2 separate regions of the Hordeum vulgare genome follow, and region 1 is linked to region 2. Evidence: chromatin contacts called from public Hi-C data. All regions are on one chromosome and are shown on one strand. The core of a region is the stretch at or near the end of the contact, and the rest is flanking DNA. Distances in the headings are between cores, read along the strand shown. Region 1 holds the start of LOC123436386 (WEB family protein At3g02930, chloroplastic-like). Region 2 holds the start of LOC123436354 (protein SAMBA).

Region 1 (6,312 bases), core at 3,656-6,155, 650 kb after region 2:
GAATGGTTGCTGAACCGATGAGCCCTGAATGTGCCGCCAAGGTACAGAAATAATTAACTAAATGACAGGGATACAAATACAATGCAAGTGGCATTTCTCTTTCTTTCTCTAGATGGTGGGCACAGCTACTCGCGTCATGTATCCTTTTATGGTTCACACCTCCACTTGCTACAACCACAATAGTTGAAAACTGTTCAAAAATTCAGTAGGAAAATAATGACTTTTTTTAAGAAGTAATAACAGTTTGAGTTTTTTTTTTCCAAGGCTAGGAGCCTAGGAGTGTTTGTTCAACTTGGTGAAGTGAGCTTTCTTCTTCAGCATGCTCCCGAATTTCCTCAGCAATGCCTTCTTCTTCTTATGGCTGTGATGCTCCTGCTTGAAAGATGATCTCGGTCCATGCGTCAGAAGGCCACCCATTTGGTCTGCAGCTCCGTCTTCTCCTTGCGAATCGATGTCATCGTCGTCGCTCGACTCGGTGTCTACGCCATTGCTCATCATCCCTTTGCACAGGTCATCTTCTATGATCTTGCTGTTCTCCATGGAGTTAGCCTCCACTGACACCTCTCTTTCATGTTTCACCTGCCTGACTGTCTCCACTTCGACATGCTTGATCTCCTCGAGCACTTGGACGATCCTGTCGCTGTTCCTGCGAGCTTCATGATCGCCTCGCGCGACATTGTCCATCGGTGAGCACATCATCTTCCGGAACACATTTGGCTGCTTCTCCGGGCTCCGACCAGCTGACTGATCTCCTCCTTTCATGGCGGTGGCCTCTGCGAGCATTGCAGCCAGCTCGTCGGCCTTGGCTCGTGCAGCCGCCTCCCTTGTCCGCAGGCTATCGTTCTCTCGTACGATGCTCTGGAGCTCCTCCTCCTTCTCGGTCAGCGTTTCCTTCAACCTCAGGCTGCTGATCTTCTCTTCCTCCGCCGTCAGGTTGGCCTCAGTGATCTTGGACTCCACCAGCCTCAGCTTGCTCTGCAGCTGCGCCATGTTATCCTTGGCATCCTTCGCCTCGTTCTCCGCGGCTCTCTGTGATTGGAGCATGGTGTCCATCTCCAGCTTGACGAGCAGTGCGTTGGACTTGTCGGCACTCCTATCTTCCTCTTCCTCGCCGGCTTTCCTCGCCGTTGCCTCTGCCAGCAATTTCGAGGTTTCGTCGGCTTTTGCCAGAGCAGCCGCCTCTCTGAGCCGCAGCTCAGTGACTTGATCACCCAAAGCAAGCACCTCCTTCTCCTTGGTTGACAGCAGATCCTTGAGGTGTGAGCTCTCGGCTACCATTGATTGTTCTGCACTTGAGCTTGCGGCATCCATCATTCTCGAGGCTTCGTCGGCTTTCGCCAGAGCGGCCGCCTCTTTGAGCTGTAGCTCAGTGACTTGATGACCCAAAGCAAGCACCTCCTTCTCCTTGGTTGACAGCAGGTCCTTGAGGTGTGAGCTCTCGGCTACCATTGATTGTGCTGCACTCGAGCTTGCGGCATCCATCAATTTTGATGCTTCGTCAGCTTTCGCCAGAGCGTCCGCCTCTCTGAGCCGCAGCTCAGTGACTTGATGACCCAAAGCAAGCACCTCCTTCTCCTTGGTTGACAGCAGATCCTTGAGGTGTGAGCTCTCGGCTACCATTGATCGTTCAGCACTCGATCTTAGGGCATCCATCAGTTTTGAGGCTTCGTCGGCTTTCACCAGAGCGGCCACCTCTCTGAGTCGCAGCTCAGTGAGTTGATGATCCAAAGCAAGCACCTCCTTTTCCTTGATTGACAGCAGATCCTTGAGGTGTGAGCTCTCGGCCACCATTGATTGTTTTGCACTTGAGCTTGGGGCATCCATCGCGGTACGCTCAGATCCTTCTTCCAGTTGATGAACCAGCTGTGTTTTCTCTGCCTTGAGCTTCTGCAGTTCCGTCTCTGCAGCTGCAAGCGACTCCATGAGCTTGCTCATTTCTGACCTGACATAGCTTGCCTCCTCCTCTGATCTCCTGAGCATTTCCGCAAACCTGACCTCCTTCGACACCCGATCATCCTGTAAAATCTTGGCTTCTGAACCCAACCTCTCTACTGTTTTCTTGAGGTGGTTGGATTCATCAAGAATCAACTCGTAATTCTCTTTTGCATTCTTGGCCTCTGATTCCAGCATCTCAACCTTTTCCTTCAGGCAGTTGGATTCATGAAGCATCAATTGGTGCTTGTCTCCTGCATTCTTTGTCGTCGTCTTCAGCTCGGATATCTGAAGCTGTGCATGATCCAGCTCGGTCTGCTTTGCCAGGACCCTCTCCTTGGCTTCTCTTGCTTCTGCTGACACTTGACGTAGAGCAGCTGCTACGTCCTCGACACCTTTCTTGGCCTTGTTCTTCTCCTCCCTGGCCTCATCAAGCTCCTGCTGAAGCCTCACCTTGTCTCCACCGAGGATGCTGATCTGCGAGCTGGCCGCCTTCTCGTTGCTGACAACCTGCCGATGTGCCTCATTCAGTAGCTCGTGTTCAGACCTCAGGCTGTCAATGGCGGCCTGCAGGTCCGATGCCTCCTTCCTCACGATGTCGAGACGCCTGTTGGTCTCGAGGAATCCTTCCTTGTACTGGCTCGCTTCGCACTCTGATGCCGCAGCCTTCTCTGTCAGCTGGAGGAGCTGCGACTGTGCTTCCTGGAAACTCTTTGTCAGGGACGCCAGTGCCTCCTCATTGGATTTGTTCAGTGACGTGATCGCCACTAGGCGATCGTTCAGCGCCGCTGCCTTGTTCTTCCACCCTTGCGCCGACTGGTCTGCATCCATCTCTGCCCTCTTGGCGTACGCAATGTCGATCTTGAGCCCCTCAACCACTTCTTCTGCTCTGACCAGCTTCTCCTGAAACGCCATTGCTCTCTGGAGCTCAGCTCGCAGCTCTGTGGCTTCGGACCGCAGCTTGTCGATGATCTCTTCTGCTCCTTTTTCTCTGCTCTCCATCTCAGACTTGAGCCGGGTCACCTCAGCCATCAGGATCTCCATCCTTTTTGCAATTCCCTGCGTGGTCTTCTCGGCCTCGTCGGCACGGCTGAGGGCCGAGTTCTTGGCCTGGGCGGTCACCGCCAGTTCACCCATGGCATTCTCAAGCTCCTTGGTCGCCTTAGCTAGGGAATTGACGTCTTGGGCATGTCGCTTCGTGATGTCGGCGTGCTTCCGCTGCCACTCCTCCTCCTTCCTCCGGGCGAGCTCCATGCTCGCCTGCTCCCGCTCGACGGACTTGAACCTCTCGAGCTCCAGCGCCTCTTCGGCTCGCCGCTGCGCGGCCAGGGATTCCTCGAGCTTCTGGTAGGCCTCGTCGGCCAGCGTCTTGGTGAGCACCAGGTCGCCATGGACCTGGGCTCTGTCCCTGTCGATGTTGGCCAGGTGCTCCCTCGCGTTCCTGAGGTCCTCCTGGACGAGGTTCAGCTGTGCCTGCAGCTCCGACGCCTTGGCGACCCTCGGCTGCCTCTGGAAACACAAGAAAATCAGTCACGAGGTGCATGAATGGACTGGCAAATGTACATGATTCTTTTGTCTGTGTTTCGTTCTCTCACGTCGGGAGTAGTAGAGGTACGGTGCGGCGATGCCTTGAAGTTCGATCGGCGTTCTCCCGGTGATGGCTTCTGGGCGGCATCGACGGACTTGTCGAGCGGAGCGGCGGCGGCAGCACGGGCAGCATTGTGTAACGGGGAAGGCGCCCTGGCCTCTGCTGCTTGCTTGCTTGATCCTGCAGTTGCAGCAGGTTTGGCTAGCCTGCTCACTCTAGGTGCTGAAGCATGGGCCCTGCTGTAGTTGGAACCGGAACTGGAATTAGCTGGTTCCTTGTGGTTGGAAGGTTCAGGCAGACTTGCCCTGCTTTAATTTCAGCAATACCAGACGTTAGATCATGCACAATTTCTATCAAAAATTACTACTGCTACATTGGAAGTTTTTTGGTAATTTGTATGAGATTTCATTGAAGGAATATCTACAAAAAGGAGCATGAAAATTTCGTTGGGGGAGCTGAACGACTGAATTTGAGAGTAGAGAACTATGCTGAGGACGGAAAATAAAAATAAAAAACTGGACATCTCAAGGCCTCAAAAATGCAGAAGATGGAGATGGACAAGAACAATCACTTACTTGGGCTTGGATGCGAGCATCGTCGAGTAGTGCCAGAAAGCAGAAGCAACCTTGAGCTTGGACTGCAACAAGGCTAAGCCAGCTAGCCCCTTGTTGAAGTTCGCAATCTCGCGCTAGCTTCTTAGCTGCTTGGAGCCAACCGAAGCTGGAGGACATGTGCATGAACGAGAGGATGACGGGCGTGAGACTGAACAAGTAGGAGGAGGAGATGGTGAAGAAGACAGAGTGGTATGCATGTTTGGGTGCCGGCGGTCTGGGATGGCACTCGCCTGCACGTCCATCCTACGCTCATCAGTGAATGAAACGGATGCTGTCGTGCGCGTCACCAACCTCCAGATACAAGTCAGCCTATGAGGCCCAATTAAATCTTTTTTTGTTTCTAACTTCAAGCCCAATTAAATCTTACCCTCACAGGCCGAACAGCTTTGTTTGTCGGAAGGGCCCCAATCTAGTTTTGATAAGAAAATAGGCCCAAAGCATTTCTTTTTAAAAAGGAAAAACAATCGTCTGACGATCCTCTCTTCTTCCTTTTCGCTCCTTGCTGCTGATGGGCGATTGCTTGGCGCTTAAGGTCCACCCACCTGTGGTCCGTCGCGCACGCGTTATTCTCGCTCGCTGACATACACGCATACTTAGCTCTAACTTAACTGACTCCAAGTTCTCTAAAAAAAACTGACTCGAAGTAAGAAGCATGCTACGAGCATCTCCAACAGGAGTAGGACAGATGGTATCCCAGCCCTTGAGGGTTTAGATGATGATGCTCGTATTATTCATGGATTTATTTTAAATTTTTTGACTATGCGTGTTCAGCGTGTTCAACGTTTTCGTCGACTATGAGACGTCTATGATGGCTTCGTCAATCTTAAGATGATATACCGGTTCTGTCTTTAAAAAATGCTCATAGAGATTTTACATCAACCTCAAGAAACACAATTGAGTACGCTATTTTACATCAATCTACTACGGCAGAAACTTTTCTACATCAATCTACTACGGCAGGAACTTTTCTGATGCCTAATATTTTTTTTGGTGCTCTAATACTGATTTTGAGTGCCTTATTTTACATTGTTTTCAGAGATGCTATAATGAATTCGGCGTTCATCTGAAGAACTTTATTATAAAATGGAAGAAAAAGAAAGATGAAACGTTAGCATCTAAAGAGAGGAAGACCCCACTTTGATCAATATATTCAGGTGGGAGAAACTCTCCTCCCGTGAAAATTCAAGAAAAAAGAGAGAGAGGAAAACCAGTGAACAACTCTAAGGCCCTGTTTGAAATGGTTGTAATTTTTTACACCTGTATTTATTTTACAGGTGTAAGTTACCGGTCATTTTTTGTTTTCTGTGTGAAATAAAAGGAAAACGCTAACTCTCTACCGGTTGATCGCGGAGAGCTCCGCCACCCGCGCAGCCGTTGGATCGCTTGATCCATGCTTGGTCAGGCACGTTCTGACGCTCGCATGCATAGTCTGTCATTCCTCTTGCCTATGACGTGCATTTTTTTATTTTATCTTGTGTTGCTAACTATAGCGGTGAACGACGGCTGTAATTTAGACAAGTTTTTGCAACATCAGCTCTGTTGTCAAAAGACGAAGTTTTTTTCTACAACTTAACCTATGTTGCAAAAGTTTTCTGCAACATGACCTTTGTTGCAAAAGTTTTTTCCACAACAGTACTTACATTGCAAAAGACGAAGAAATAAAAATTCTGCAACCAGACCTATGTTGTAAAAGTTTTCTGCAACATGATCTTTGTTGCAAAAGTTTCTTCCGCAATAGTATATGTGTTGCAAAAATACAAAGAAAAAAATTATGCAACCTAACCTATGTTGCAAAAGTTTTCTGCAACATGACCTTTGTTGCAGAAGTTTTTGCGGCATGACCTCTGATGCAAATGTTTTCGCAACATTACCTATATTGCAAAAGTGAAGAACACCGTTCGGCCGCTCGATGTCAGGGCCGAAACAACGAGCTTGTTTCAGCAACTGGAACGTTGTTTCAGGATGCATTTGATCGAGGGAAGCGACCGCGCGTGTACATCAGGCGTGCGATGTCGGGGACGAAACAACGAGCTAGTTTCAGCAAATGAAATGTTGTTTCAGGATGTATTTGATCGGAGGAGCGACCGCGCGTGTACATCAGACGTGCAATGTTGGAGCCGAAACAACGAGTTAGTTTCAGCAACTGAAACGTTGTTTCAGGATGTATTTGATCGGAAA
Region 2 (6,695 bases), core at 2,986-5,485:
TTCACTTGCCAAGCACTTTCGAACTACTGTTTACTCGTGATGACAGCCACATTCGCAAAAGGCACTTTCAGGTTCACACTGACATCGAACACCACCACTGGAAAAATTAAGACCGGCGCAAAACCAAGATCTTTTGACTTTTGTGGGCACTAGCAGAAAAGTTATTCTTCTGAAGTTTCAACTTTCAAATCATTACCTCTGGAATAAAATTATAGTCAGACCGTACATCCTCTGGAGTATCATGCTTGCCAATATATTAACAGAGCAATTATATCCTTTCCCTTACATTACTAAGCCGTGGGCCATGGAATCGCTCATACAGTATATTAAGAATAGCACCGCAAATTTGTGTTCAACAGGCTACAGAGGAAACAGAGGTCGATGGACAGGGGACATTGGTGACTACCACAGAACACTGATAATTTATAGCAATACCCCAGAAGTATCAGGGGTGCAAAGATAGCTTTAATGCGCGGCTCTGAGTAGAAAAACGGCCTACATTATTCTAAATTTCCAACTTTCAAATCATTACCTCTGGAAAAATCTTAGTTAGGTCGTACATTCTTATATCATGCTTGTCAATATGTTATCAATGCAATTTGTATCCTTCCCCTCACATTACTAAGTTGTGGGGCACAGAATAGATCATACTATGATTGGAAGATTGGTAATGGTAGGAACATTAGATTTTGGCATGACAAATGGGCTGGGGATTGTTCCCTTAAAGTTAGATTTTGGGACTTGTTTGATATTTGTAATCAACAAGATTGTGTGGTGTCCCATGTTTGGGATGGTACTGACCTGAGACTTACATTTAGAAGATGTGTAGGTAGGGATTTGATGAATCAGTGGGAGAGTCTCATTGATTATATTAAAAATTACCCCCTATCTAATAATCCTGATATACCTGTGTGGGTATTAGAGAAAAATGGGGAGTACTCAGTTAAGTCTTTTTATAAATGTATCAATTTTGGTGGTGTGGGGTCTCTATATGGAGATGGCTTATGGAAGGTTCTGTGTCCTCAGAATATCCATGTTTTTCTTTGGTTGTGTCTTTATAACAAAGTTCTGACTAGAGATAATGTGGCTAAGAGGAAAAGCATGGATGACCTCACCTGTCTGTTCTGTAATGAAGAGGAATCTATACAACATCTGTTTTTTAACTGCATCAATGCTGGGCATATTTGGTCTATTATTTCTGATTTTTTTAAGATTAGAAAGATTCAATGTTTTGATGATGTTTCTTCTATGTGGAAAGACAAAAAGAAAAGAACTATGCTTAATATGATCACTGCTGCCTCCTTGTGGAGTATATGGACTTTGAGAAATGATTTCTGTTTCCAGGGAAGATCATGGAGGGGTCTGGGCTGCGGCCTTGCCAAATTAAAAGGGAACTTGCAAAAATGGATGGTGCTCTGCGACGCTGCTCAAGTGGAGGTGCTGAGAAGGTTTATTTTGCTCCTGGACAAGCATCGAGGCGAGCTGCTTCGGATTGCCTGGAGGGATGAGTGATCTTGGCTGTAATAAATAGCGTTATTTCCTTGCAGACTTGTCCTTTGTTTTCAGTTTGTGGTAGTTCTTTGTATGGTCTGGCCGCCGTTCAGGACTTTACCTGTGTGTATCGCCTGATGTGTGGTGTGGTAGTGGAGCCTGGTTTTAGGCGTCTTTGAACTGTGTTCTATCTGCTTCATTATAAAGATGGGGCAGGGGGGGCAACCCCTTTCATTCAAAAAAATAGATCATACTAGTATGTATAGAATAACACTGCAAGTCTGCATTCAACAAGCCGCGGAGACGATATAGAGGCAGATGTACAGGGTGGGCGGTGATTACTCAAGAACACTGGCCATTTACTAGCAATATACAACAACAACAACAACAACAACAGCCAAGCCTTTTAGTCCCAAACAAGTTGGAGTAGGCTACAGTTGAAACCCATAAGATCTCGAAGCCAAGTCATGGCTCTGGAACGTGGATAGCTAACTTCCACGCACCCCTGTCCATGGCTAAGTCTTTGTCGATATTCCAAACCTTCAGGTCTCTCTTAACGGACTCCTCCCATGTCAAGTTTGGTCTACCACGGCCCCTCTTAACATTCTCAGCACGCTTTATCCGTCCGCTATGCACCGGCGCTTCCGGTGGCCTCCGTTGAATATGTCCAAACCATCTGAGACGATGCTGGACCAGCTTCTCTTCAATCGGTGCTACCCCAAGTCTCTCTCGTATATCGCCATTCCGTATCCGATCCTTCCTTGTGTGGCCACATATCCATCTCAACATGCGCATCTCTGCTACACCTAACTGTTGGATATGTCGTCTCTTGGTTGGCCAACACTCCGCGCCATACAACATCGCATGTCGGATAGCTGTCCTATAAAACCTGCCTTTTAGCTTGTGGCACTCTCTTGTCACAGAGTACGCCAGAAGCTTGGCGCCACTTCATCCACCCAGCCTTGATTCAGTGGCCCACGTCTTCATCGATATCGCCATCCTTCTGCAACATGGACCCCAAATATCGAAACGTGTCTCTCTCCGGTACCACCTGCCCACCAAGGCTAACCTCTCCATCCTCATGCCTAGTAGCACTAAAACTGCACCTCATGTATTCAGTTTTAGTTCTACTAAGCCTAAAACCTTTCGATTCTAGAGTCCGCCTCCATAACTCTAACTTTCTATTAACCCCCGTTCGGCTATCATCGACTAGCACCACATCATCCGCAAAGAGCATACACCATGGGATATCTCCTTGTATACTTGGGAGAAAAACAAAAGCCTGCTGTTATGGCAAAACCCCAGAAATATCATGGGTGCAAAGATATTTTTCAACCGTCTAGCTTTGAGTAGAAAACCGACCTATATTCTTCATTTGGGTCAAAAGTTAATCCGCTGCAACATCAAAGTGTACCGTGTTGGGCTATCAGATTGAAGATCAACTCAGAAGTGTTCAGGTAATAATGTGTTTTTAGGACATTCTCTTGTTTGAAGGATGAACAAAGAATTAGCAATTGGAATCACGTATTAGATGCATATAAGAGGAAGCCGCCAGCCAGGCATGAATAAGATCACAAACAGCTATGAAACAATCCCATACAAAAAGGATGACCAAGTTGACCAAGAAGAAAATATACCTTGCATTTTTTCTACTACCAGTCTATTGTATTCTAGGACAAAATGCCACAGTTAATCTCTTTTCTAAAGTTCAACTCACAGGCGATAAAATAGATATTGATACCACTATATATTGCTGGTCAAGACTGAAGATCAAAGATAATGAAAGTGTATGTGCTTATCAATATTTTACATTTTCACCTACAAAGTCAACACACTGTATCTCAAGATTTATCTGAGAAAAATTTTTGGGATCAATTTGCAAGGATTTGGTGCAAAAGGCACAAGTCATGAACATCATCATAACAATTGGATTACTTAAATGTAAAGCATAGCATGTACCTGAAACTGATTTAAATAAGTTATGACTTATGAGCAACAGCAGCACACTTGGGTCACCTAAATATCCTAGCATGTACTTGGAAATGATTTAGATGAATGCAACTCCAGGTGTCTGGAATCAGATGACAGCCCCTAGGAGCACAGCCTGGATGGAAAATCCTATAATCCCTAGCAGTTCCTTGTCTTCTTGGCCGCTTGATCCAACTCCGCAATTTTCCCCTGTTGCTGGGGCAGGTAACCACCTGAAAAGCTCATCCCAAGCCGGAAACAAACATAAACTCTTGTGACCGTATCACACACAATATCAATTCGAACAGTAATCCATAATCAACCATAAAATCTTATGCTGATTTTGAATTTGAGTGAGATTTATGGTGCTGTTACCTCGCTTGGAAACGAGGTTGATGCGGGAGCGCGGGGCGGCGAACATCCAGCTGTTGTCGTCGAGCGACCTGACCTCCTTTTGCAGCGCCTCCATGACCTCCGACTTGAGCTCTGCGGGGGAAGCAGCCAGACCAATTCCACTGCTTAACTGAGCGGAGGAGGTCTAAAAGGGGAAGGGGACTAGGGCTTGGGAGGTGCCGAGGGGGATGGATTTACCGGTCATGGCCTCGTCCTTGCGGTAGAGCGCGTCAATCGAGTCGGCGAGGTCGTCGGCAGCGGAGAGCGCGATCCCGCCTCCCGCGCTCGCCGCCGAGACGGTCGACCTCGCCGGAGAGCTCATCGGAGATCGGCCTCGTTTGAAACGCGGCGCCCTTCCGTGCGGGTGGGTCACTTGGTCAGGCAACGAATTATACGGCCCCGCGAAGTGGGCCGTGTGGATGGGCCATATAAATGGGCCGGGTTGCTACTGTAAGTGGGAAGCCATCTGTTCGTCTCACTCTCTCCATCCATTCCCCAATCCCCACGACGAGATCCACCCCAGGCAAGGAGAGAAGGGAGGAGAGAGGCCGGCGGCGGAGGCGGAGCAGGAGACGACCGGAGATGGTGCGGAAGGCGAAGGTCGAGTTCGACGAGAGGCCGCCGGATGACTTCGACCCGAAGAACCCGTATGGGGACCCGGTGGCGATGCTGGAGTACAGGGAGCACCTGGTGCGGGAGAAGTGGATCCAGATCGAGACCGCCAAGATCATCCGCGACCGCCTCCGCTGGTGCTACCGGATCGAGGGCGTCAACCACCACCAGAAGTGCCGCCACCTCGTCGACCAGTACCTCGAGTCCACCCGCGGCGTCGGATGGGGCAAGGACCACCGCCCGGCGGACCTCCACGGTACTCTACTCCCACCCGAGTCCTCCTCTGCCTGCAGGCTATGGTCTCGTCTGTTCCACTGGCTGATATGGTTTGGTTGTTTGGTGTCGCGCAGAGCCCAAGAAGGTGGTCGAGGTCGAGGAGTAGCTCGGCTGCTTCTCCTGCTGTTCCTGGAATGGACAGGTCAGGCTGCTTGCTTGTTATGCTAAGAAGAATCCTAGTTATTTTGTATGTGCGATGCAGCTTTCGGTGCCGATTAATCTTAAATAAATGTGTACATCACCCTGTTACATGCACTAACTTCAGATTTTTGTCTGGAACTCTGGATTGGTCACATTACCATGCTTAGATGGTTGGGAACCTGGGAATGGTGTAGTAGTAGAACAACAAACATTAGCACATGCATAGGAATCATTTTTGGTTTATAAGGGGTTTGAACAACTGGAAGGGTGTTTGTCTTGACAGCACGACTGGGCGTGCAAACTGTTCTTTCCAACTAGGGCTTGGGAGTACTCTGCTACTGTTCTTTCCAACTTGTATCGAAGTGGATGTTTTCCTCTTGACGGACAACAACTACTATGCTTTTCATGAAACGGAAATGAGGGGTATTAAATCGTAAAACTTCCCAGTGAAGTATCCCTCATTCAAACGCCTAGTTAATCGACTAAAGCCACATCCCAGAACAAACGTGGGTCAGAAAAGCGGATATGTGTGAAAGTGCAAGCATAGCCTCTCAACCTTATGTGTCCCCTCACCTCTCAGCCTCTCTCTACTGCTGTTGGCCTATTTCTTGCCTTGCCTGAACCTAATATCGAATCAAGACCTACATGAAGTCTGAAATTGAAAAACACGGGATTTTGACTTATTAAGGAAAGGTCTTGACCCTGGATGAACTTTCTCGGAAATAGTCTTGATAGTAGTGTGTGTAGTGATAGCTAGACAACTATTACCTCCGTCTCAAATTACTTGTCTTAGATTTATCTAAATCTAAGACAAGTAATTCGGGACGGAGGGAGTATTATTTTTGGTTCTTGTGATCATACTCCCCTGGATCAGATTATGATAGGTTCATAATTTTATGAGCCCTTGTCATAATTCATTGTTCACCAGAATAGTTGGTAAGCTGGATTGCTGTGGCACACTCTGCTACTTGGTCTGGGTAAATGAGTACACTTAATGTCTGAAAACACTTACAGGTTACTTTGTAACAGTTGAAACAACTAGAAAGCTTACTTCATCCCAAATTTGCCCACACATTATTAGGGGTGGGCAAAAAAAAACAAGAACTGGAGAAAGAAACTTCGGTTGCTACTTTGGCTAGCAAATGTCATGAACCGAATTTAGTTCGATGAGATCGGTTATCGAGCTCGGTTGACTGAACTAACTTAATTGGTGCACAAAGGCCCACGCAACTAAGCCCAGTAGACTTTCTAGTAGCAGCTCTACACATCCACGTGCCCGCTCAAAAACAGAATGTGACCACTTATCCCTTTTCCAGCCACACATCCCTTTGCCAGCTACACATCAATCCAAACATACGCCGCCTCCTAACCCTGATACACTCCAGTTATCAACCCGCCGCCGCAGCCACCATTTGCCCATGCACCTCGTGCATTACCGGCAATCGGCGGCTGGGCGACCCCCATGGTGCGGACGGCAGCCGCCAGCGACCATGACTACCTACGACAATCCTCCTTCATATTCGGCGACGATATCTTGCTCCTACTGTTCCTCCCCCAACCCCTTTGTGCTTTGGATATCCTGATTGATTCCTATTCGGCTGTTCCATTTTTTTGCTTATGATTTTACTCCAGTTTCTTCGAATAGATTGGATCCTCTTCGGTTAAAACCGATGACCAAACCGAATCATCGGTGCCAAAAACATTCGGTTTCGCATCTCTGGAGAAACCAATCGGTCATCAGTTATGGCAGTATCGAATTTCTTTGATGCCCGAAGAACCGGACCGATTGGTACGGTTAGACCGAACACCCAGTC

The links. Hi-C and Micro-C count contacts between places; a contact is called where the count stands out from the background.
Region 1: a Hi-C map of leaf shows a contact between it and region 2, with 4 times the contacts expected there. The contact joins the promoter of LOC123436386 here to the promoter of LOC123436354 in region 2. A contact is called at or near these places in 2 of 6 Hi-C or Micro-C datasets (leaf and seedling) and 1 of 1 datasets of contacts at active chromatin or transcription factors (embryo).

What each region holds. Positions count from the first base shown.
Region 1 is chr1H:357,055,568-357,061,879 of MorexV3_pseudomolecules_assembly, forward strand. LOC123436386 (WEB family protein At3g02930, chloroplastic-like) reads right to left here and starts at 4,906. Exons shown (of 3, transcript XM_045115628.1): 1 at 4,096-4,906; 2 at 3,528-3,825; 3 at 72-3,441. The coding sequence starts at 4,115. The coding sequence ends at 274.
Region 2 is chr1H:356,409,442-356,416,136 of MorexV3_pseudomolecules_assembly, forward strand. It overlaps LOC123436354 (protein SAMBA), which reads right to left and starts at 4,236. Exons shown (of 3, transcript XM_045115625.1): 1 at 4,051-4,236; 2 at 3,835-3,945; 3 at 3,400-3,692. The coding sequence starts at 4,174. The coding sequence ends at 3,619. It overlaps LOC123436338 (NADH dehydrogenase [ubiquinone] 1 beta subcomplex subunit 10-B-like), which reads left to right and starts at 4,315. Exons shown (of 3, transcript XM_045115624.1): 1 at 4,315-4,720; 2 at 4,815-4,882. The coding sequence starts at 4,435. The coding sequence ends at 4,846.